2 separate regions of the Sus scrofa genome follow, and region 1 is linked to region 2. A link is a contact called in public Hi-C data. All regions are on one chromosome and are shown on one strand. The core of a region is the stretch at or near the end of the contact, and the rest is flanking DNA. Distances in the headings are between cores, read along the strand shown.

What was found. A called contact is a pair of places that touch in the nucleus more often than the background predicts.
Region 1: a contact with region 2 is called in a Hi-C map of fetal liver, with 4 times the contacts expected there. The contact joins the enhancer-like site here to the promoter of HPCAL1 in region 2. A contact is called at or near these places in 1 of 5 promoter capture datasets (fetal skeletal muscle), 16 of 47 Hi-C or Micro-C datasets (adipose tissue, blood, embryonic fibroblasts and 11 more) and 1 of 2 datasets of contacts at active chromatin or transcription factors (alveolar macrophages).

The regions. Positions count from the first base shown.
Region 1 is chr3:126,327,184-126,331,290 of Sscrofa11.1, forward strand. No RefSeq gene overlaps it. Among named protein-coding and RNA genes, the nearest start is that of RRM2, 38 kb to the right of the region's middle. Within about 2 kb of position 2,673, at least 3 of the 83 cell types and tissues checked have an H3K27ac peak or open chromatin away from gene starts, as enhancers often do. A contact at or near this core is called in fetal liver, where this site is marked.
Region 2 is chr3:126,108,509-126,112,983 of Sscrofa11.1, forward strand. It overlaps HPCAL1 (hippocalcin-like 1), which reads right to left and starts at 2,667. Exons shown (of 3, transcript NM_001123126.1): 1 at 2,290-2,667; 2 at 1,515-1,620. The coding sequence starts at 2,667.

The DNA.
Region 1 (4,107 bases), core at 1,423-3,922, 220 kb after region 2:
ACTCCAGGCTCTGACCACAGACCTCCTCTCACCCCCAGGCAAGGAGAGCATCCAGCAGGGACCCAGGACGTCACAAGAAGCCCTGTCCCTGACAAGAAGCCCAGGACAGCTCCTCTGTGGCTCCCAAATCACCCCTCTGCTCAGGCCCGTCCAGTGTTGGAAGCCACAGTAGGAGAGCCTTGGTGCCAGCCAGGCCCCGCACCCTGCCCAGCCACTGCCCACTTCACGGACAGGCTCCCCTTTATGAGCATTTGCAGAAATACCAAAGGCCGGCAAGAGAGGCTTGGGATCTGAGCTGGACGTAAGCCTGTGGGGGTCCCCCAGCCCCCAGTGCAGAGTTACCCCCCAGCCAGTGTCTCTTCTCTCCTTGGTGCATCGTCCCTAATTTTGCAGGAAGCTCCGCAAAGGGTACTTTTCACTCTTCCCTGGGCTCTATCCTGGATTTTTGGTTTGCTCCTTGATCAGCCCTGGTGCGGGGGGGTAGGGGGGTGCAGCACTGTGGTTCCCTGTGGCGAAGGGGAGTCAGCAGCCTGAAGCATGGAGGGGTTGGGCCGGGTGCCCCGCAGCGCCCCCTGCCAACACTGCCTGGGCCCTGAGCCTGCTGGAGGCAGAGGGCTCCCCCCCAGGTGACTTATTTTCCCCCATGAGGCCTGGGCCCTGCCTCTCAAAGCAGAGCCCTGGCCCTGAGGGGGGCCCCTGGCTAGGGGGCTTTTTGATGGCTCGGCCGGATCTCCTGGCCTCTGCTTTGCACTGGCTTTTAAGAAGCGTGTCTTTCTGGCATCTGATTTCTAATCAGGCCTTCAGCTCAGGGCTTTCAAGGGGCCGTGGGAGGGAGCAGAGGCCGGAGGCTCCCACTCTCTGGCTGCTCAGAGACACAGGGGAAAGGAAGGCAGGGGGGAGGGAAGGAGCAGGGAGAGGAGAGAGACCCAGGCTGAAATGACCCACTTCCAGGGGGCGGGGGCGGGGGGGGGCTGTGTCTGCGTCTCAGGCCCGACTTGACTGCAGCCACGGAGGGCAGCTGAGCTAATCAGCCACCCAGACACCGCCTCGTGTCTCTCCCTCTCCTTCTTCCTCTCCCCTGCCCCCTCACACACACACACACACACACACACACACACACACACACACACACACACACACACACACATCCCAGACAGGGAAACAAGACTGGCAACACCGCAGCCCATCGGGCTCCCCTTTCCTGCATCTGTGGCTCATGCTGGAACCCTCCTCTGGTTCCAGCGCCCACGGGCTGGGCCGGGGGCAACCCAGGTCCCCCACCCGCCGAGGTCAAAGCCAGCCAAGGGATTATTCCGCACCCTGGCCCGGAGACCCCTTCTGGGGACAGAGGCCGCGGGTTTGCGTGACCTGCGGCCGGTCGTGGTGTCTTCATGCTCCAGGTCTCAGCCTCAAAAACCAGTTCCAGGTTCCAGCCTGGGAGGAAATGTGATGCTGAACCAGGGAACGGGCAAATGGGTCATTCTGGAGGGTGGACCACGTGACCGAGGGGCAGGGGGTGCATTCCTGGCAGGCTGGGGGGCCCGGGGGGTTTCTGAGTGCGCATTACCGGCAGTCCTCATCCGTCCCCCTCCAGAAACGCTGTCTGGGCGTGGGACTCGGGGCGCTCTCCTGAGGGGGCTTTAGGGCAGGAGGGGGGCTCCCGTGTCCAGTAAGACAGAGCTGGGCAGGCAGCCTGCAGGGCGGGCCTGAGGCCGCTCCCCTGGTCTCCCTGACCTGGGGACCAGAAATGGGATTCCACCCAGCAGGCGGGACCTCTCACCCCCTGTAAGCGGGAGGCAGCCAAGGCCTCCGGGGCCCTCGGGAGCCTGGAAAAACTGGCTGTCATCTCTCTCTTCTCCCAAGTCAAACCCTCTTCACGACTTCTCATCCCTGGGGCCGCCAGGATCCTGCTTCCACCTGTCAAGAATCCGGGTGTGAAACGCAGCTCTCCTTCGGGGTCAGGGCACTTGAATTTCGAGTTCATTTACACACTCTCCGGGAGCTAGTGGACACCAAGGCCATGTGCACCGGGGCCAAGCCAGCAAGCTTCAAAGGAGCAGCAGGCCCTGCTTGACTCCATGCCCTCTGCTGGGAGGGCCTTGGCCTGCACCCCACTGCCCCCCGCCCGGCCTACCCCCACCATGGCGCCTTCTCAACTGGTGCTGCCTCGGCCCAACACCCAGAAGTGGTGTCCTGCCGAGCATGGATGCCAAGGACATCCAGGCTTCCACAGGGCCCATGAGGCCATTCTTGGGAACAAAGACAGTTCCTCTCTTTCTTTCTTTGTTTTTTGGCCACTCCTCCACATCTGGAGGTCCCAGGCCAGGGATTAGACGCGCGAAGCCACAGTTGAACCGACGCAACTGTGGCCGCCAAATCCTTTAACTCGCTGAGCCGGGGCTGGGGATCGAACCTGCATCCTGGGGCTGCAGCGATGCCACTGATCCTGTTGCGCCACAGGGGGAACTCCAAGACCTTCCCTTTCTTAAGAGCAATTCTGGACCCAGTAGTTCATCTAGGAATGTCTCTTCCTCTTGTTGCATAGGAAAAATTATACCTAAAAAGGGGATTTCAGCTTGAGAATTTATAGAGAAGCCAGCGCCCCGGGGCCAAGCGCATCGACTGCTTACTAATGAATGAAAGAGATAAACAGGTGCAGAAAGAAGTCTGTTGGGCGCTTCTGTTATCTGACTAAAGACAGATGTTTCTGGAAGGGAGGCTGCCATAAATCAACACCCTGGGGGAGTTTTTCCTTCCAGAAGAAGACAGAAGACCCCCTGTGCAAACAAACCTCATTACAACTGTCTTATCTCTTAAAGACAGTCTTGGGTCTTTCCTAAAACAAATGCATGTTTTCTTTCTGCCCCTCCCCTTCCCCTATTAAGTTATTTTATTTTATTTTTTTAGGGCCGCCCCTGTGGCATATGGAAGTTCCAGGCTAGAGGTCAAATCGGAGCTGTAGCTGCTCTTACACCACAGCCACACGGAATCTGAGAGGCATCTGTGACCTACACCGCAGCTCACAGGAGCACCGGATCCTTAACCCACTGAGTGAGGCCAGGGATGGAACCCTCATCCTCATGGATACTAGTCAGGTTCTTAACCCTCTGAGCCACAGTGGGAACTCCCCCATCTCCAGTTATTAAGCCACTTCTTTTGTGCATGCATATGCTACAAACACAGCCATCTTTTCTCCGTCAATCTGCCCATTGTCAGTAACGTTCACAGGCCCAAAGATGACCCCGGATCCGTAGAGTAAATTTTTTCCTCTGTTGTGTTGTTTTGAAAGCTGCCTCCAAGACGCCCTGGAGATCATTCCTCTGCAAGCAGACATTTGGCCAAAAGGCTTCGCCCATGCGCAGAGACAGGGCCTCGCATAGGAAGAGAAATCAGAACAGCCACAACCCCCTTTGATTCGGAACACGGGAAAGGGCTGGCCGTAAACACAGGCCGCGGAGTACATTGGGAGTATCTGGGAGGACAGGGCCTCTGGGGCTGGGGACACGGGCTCCATCCCACCCCTCCCATTTCTGTCCAGTCTCACCCATAACCAGCCCACGTGCCTTCTCTTGTCCTGGCCAGCACGGCCATTCCGTGCCCATCCTGCCCCCAGCCCCTGTAATGCACAGCCCGGCTTGAGCTGCTGTGGTCTGGGGACCCGGTCTCGGCTCCCTCGGGGAGGACTCTGGCTGCAGCAGGAGAACCAGCTTGACCATCTCATGCTTCCCAGGCCCCCTGCCCAGGCTCTGGGATTCCGTTCTGTCTCTGCTTCCTCCTGCCCCAGAGAGGAGAGCAGGGAGGGGCAGAGACAGGAGGCAGGAAAGCCAAGGAAAAGAGGCCCTTCAAGGAATTCCCGTCGTGGCCCAGTGGTTAACAAACCCGACTAGGATCCATGAGAATGCAGGTTCGATCCCTGGCCTCGCTCAGTGGATTAAGGATCCGTGACTGTGGGGTAGGTTGCCGATGTGGCTCAGATCTGGCCTTGCTGTGGCTGTGGCATAGGCCAGCAGCTGTAGCTCCGATTCGACCCCTAGCCTGGGAACCTTCATATGCTGAGAATGTGGCCCTAAAAAGCAAAAAAAAAAAAAAAAAGGAGGCCTTTCACCA
Region 2 (4,475 bases), core at 1,417-3,916:
ATCTGGCGTGACTGCAAGCTGTAAGTCACAGATGCGGCTTGGATCTGCTGTTGCTGTGGCTGTGGCGTAGGCCGGTGGCTGCAGCTCTGATTCAACCCCTAGCTTGGGAACTTCCATATGCTGTGGGTACGGCCCTAACATTAAAAAAAAAAAAAAAAGAAAAGAAAAAAAAGAGCATTTCTGGAAAACCCTTTTTGGCTTTCACTGTTCGTGGCACAGCACGGGGCCCCTCAAAGGCTGTCCCCAGTATGGCTGCACGCTGTGGCTGGTGGGGCAAGCTAAATCCTTCTAGAAAGTTCTCCACGCTTTATTTAAGAACGACGTGTCTTGTCCGGAAAGAACATGGCCTCTGTCTCTAGCCCATAACCAATCCAGAGCCTCCCAGCCACTGCCCGGGGTGTGGTTCCGGCCCGTCCAGCTTGGCCATCCATTGGCGGAGGCTCGGCCCGCTGCTCCGGCTGAGTCCCCTTCCTGCTCCTGCACTACCTGCTTTGCGGGGTGGGAGGGTTAGGCAGAGGCCTGCCAAGGGCCTGCTGGTGCCTGCCTCGTCCTCGGTGCCTCCTGCATCGAGGACCTTGTTACTCCTGGGACCGGGTGCCGTAGAAAGGTGAGTTCCAGAGCCACCGACGCTGGCGCCAAACACATGCTCCCAGGATACAGATGTGGGAGGGACCGAGTTTGAAGCAGACCCTGCATTGTGGCAACTTGTGCCTTGGGGAGCCCACTTCCTGCCTCTGCATAAGAGGCTCTCCAGCTGCGGTCGCGCCGCTGCACCCCTCCCCCGAGGGCGCAGCCCTCGGCCTCCTCCTCGCACCTCACTTCGGGGTCTAGAGAGCACGCTTCTGTCCATTTGCTTATTTTCCATCTCCAGCACAGCCCAGGGGGTATTTTCTCTTTTTTCTTGTCTAAATGCTGCATTTCTTTATTGATCAAAAGCAAATCGGACCAGGCTCTGGGACGGCACTTAACACTGCTTAAGAGGCGTAGACCCGTGGAGTTTCACAGCTACGCTCCCCCTGTGGGCCCCGCAGAAGCTCGCAGCCAGTGCAGAGCAGGAAACACACTGAGTCCTCATTGTGCGGCTGCCACCGCCCCTCCTGGAAGCGCCACCTCTGCCGTGGCATGAGCCCAGAGGCCCCGCACAGCTGCTCCAGCCAGCACCTCCCCGCAGAGTCCCTGGGGCCACTGGGAGCCCTCCAGTCAGGATAATGAGAGCAAAGGGATGCAGTTCCCAGGGCCCCACCACATGGGACGCTTGGTCCCCACCCCTGCAGGGCGCGGTGACACTGCACCTGCGCCTCTCCCTGGACAGCCGGGGCCTACCGTCCCCCGGTTCTAGAAGCAAGGAGACTACAGATCAGGGGGGCAGGACGCTCACCCAGGCACCCGGACTCCGAACCCCGGCTCTTCCCTGAATGCAGCTGCATGGCTGGGTGAGGCCCGAGAAGCTGCAGAGCAGGAGGGAAGGCTCCCACACGCATCTGTGCTCCGAGGCACTGACGCCGGGGTCTTACCGTCATTATTGGTGTCCATCTGTCTGAAGATCTTGTCCGTGCGTTTCTCAGGGGTGGACTCGTCCTCCGGCATCTTCATCACCGACGACACCATTTTGTAAATGGCCTGCAAAGGGGCACACACACCTCGTGCTCAGCGATTCCGGGGTGTCCCTGGACGGGTGGGGCCCAGGCGCGAGCTGCCGCCTCGGCCTCGCCCACAGCAGTCGGGGCTGCGGACCCCTCCCTAGCTGGAAAGTTGCCCGCTCCTCCCAGTAGCGAGGAAGGATATGGCAGACAGCACACGAGCCAGAGGAAGCCGGACTCATTTACGTGAAGTTCAAGAACAGAGGAAATGACCCGAGGTGATGGCTGTAAGACAGGGGTTGTCTGGGGGCGGGAGGCGGGGCAGTTCTCGGGCTTTCTGCGGGCTGGACTGCGGCGGAGGGGGAGGACCCGGCCAGACGCGGGCACGGCCCATCACGCGGCACGCCGGGCCTCAAACACCTGACTACGGGATGGCTGCACCTCCGTTAAAAGCCAAAAAAAAAAAAAAAAAAGACTCAGACCCTGAGACCCAGCAAGGAGAACCATCTCACTAGCCCCAGAAAGGACCGAGCACCTGCTCTCTGGGACACTGCCATGGGAGGGCTCAGCAGCCCCGCCGGCCACCTCCGTGCGTCTCTGTCCAAGGGGCCCGAGGAAACCCGGGCTCTGCCACCATCACCACGGCCACGGCCACGGCTACGGGCGTGGCGGCCCCGAGCCCTGGGTGGGCGGGGCCTCGGAGACGCACCTGCACGATCTCCAGCATCTCGCTGCGGCTGATGTAGCCGTTGCCGTCCAGGTCGTACATGCTGAAGGCCCACTTGAGCTTCTGCTCCAGCTTGCCCCGCGACGTCACGCTCAGCGCGATGATGAACTCCCGGAAGTCGATGGTGCCGTCGCCGTTGGTGTCGAAGGTGCGGAAGACGTGCTCGGCGAACTTGGAGGCGTCGCCGTAGGGGAAGAAGTTGGCGTAGATCTTCTTGAACTCGTCCACGGTCAGGTGGCCGGTGGGGCAGTCTTTGAGGAAGCCCTTGTACCACTCCTGCAGCTCGTGGTCCGTGAACTCGGTGTTCTCGCGCAGGTCCTGCAGCACCTCGGGCCGCAGCTTGCTGTTCTGCTTGCCCATGACGGCCGGCGGTGGCGACACCTGCAAGACAGGGGGCCCAGCTGGGGACTTCGGGGCCGGGGAGGGCGCCCCACTGCCGGCAGCCGCTGAGTGGGCCGGAGGAACGTCCCCTGCCTGTCTCGCACCCAGGGCTGGACAGGCCGGACTCTGGCCATCATGGTGATGAGACGTCTCAGCGTGGCTGGGATGCCTTCGGGGCGGTGGCGGTGCAGTGTACCCCTAGGGAGGCGGGGATGCTCCAGGGAGTCAGGGCCAGCCGACCTCACACTGGAAGGAATACCCTACTTCCAGAAGGTGGAGATGTGGAAAAATGGCCACTTGAAATCGAGAGAATGAGGCCCACTGGGGATTGTACAAGACTTAAGGATGGAATCCTTACTCTCACCGCCCTCGTCAGCTCCAGGCGATACTGTCACGCTGACTGCACCCCACACCCCCTGTTCTGAGCCGTGCTTTTCTCTTTCGGGCACCATATTCTCTTTTTTCTTTTTCTTTTTTTTGGTCTTTTTAGGGCCGCTCCCATGGCATATGGAGGTTCCCAGGCTAGGGGTCGAATCGGAGCTGTAGCCTCCAGCCTACACCAGAGCCACAGCAATACCAGATCCAAGCCGCGTCTGCAACCTACACCACTGCTCAAAGCAACACTGGATCCTTAACCCAATGAGTGAGGCCGGGGATCAAACCCGCAACCTCATGGTTCCTAGTTGAATTCGTTTCCACTGTGCCATGACGGGAACTCCTCAGGCACCATATTCTGACTTCATCCTTAGAACAGGCATCCAAAAACTTTGAAGGAGCCCCTTCTTGATTTTGTTTGAGAGACCCTCTGGTTGGGGGTGGGGGTGGGGAGTGGATCTAGAATCAGCACCAAGAGTCCACAGTGTCTTCGGTGTTCATGGTAAAATCTCAGGCCCCTGCAGGCTTAAGGATCTGGTGGTGTCACTGTAGATAGAGGCTCAGGTCGCTGCTGTGGCTCAGGTTTGATCGCTGGACTGGGAATTTCCACACGCCACGGGTGTAGCAAAAAAAAAAAAAAAAAAAAAAAAAGACTGACCCTGGAGTAACTCCTACTAGGCATTAATACAGCTTTCTCTTTGCCATCTCACTTTATTTATTTTTCTTTTTTTATGGCCATGCCTGTGGCATAAGGACCCGGGCTACGGGATGAATCAGAGCTTCAGCTGAGGGCTACGCCACAGCCAGGGTCCAAGAAGCATCAGCGACCACAGCTCACAGCAACTCGGGATCCTTAACCCACTATCGATGCCAGGGATCAAACCCACATCCTCACAGACGCTCTGTCGGTTCTTAACCCGATAAGCCACAGTGAGGACTCCCTCCGTTTTGTCTTTTTGCCTTTTTTGGGGGGGGTGGCTTTTAGGGCCGCATCCTCGGCATATGGAAGTTCCCAGGCTAGGGGTCCAATCGGAGCTACAGCTGCCAGCCTACACCACAGCCACAGCAATGCTAGGTCTGAGCTGCATCTGCGACCTACACTACAGCTCCTGGCAATGCCGGATCCTTAACCCACTGAGTGAGGCCAGGAATTGAACCTGCATCCTCATGGATACTAGTCAGATTCATTACCGCTGAGCCACAACAGGAACTCTTGTATATGTTTTTACTATTCAAAAAATAAATACACAGGAATCCTCTGTTTCTTGGCCAAGCAGCTTGAGAGGAATCTCTTGCTTCTCTCTAAAAGATCAAGCTATGAATCCCCCACCCCCTTCCTTCATCCCTGCTTCTGTCATGCTGAACCACTGCTTTTATTTATTTTTTATTTTCATTTTTTTCCTGAAACCCTG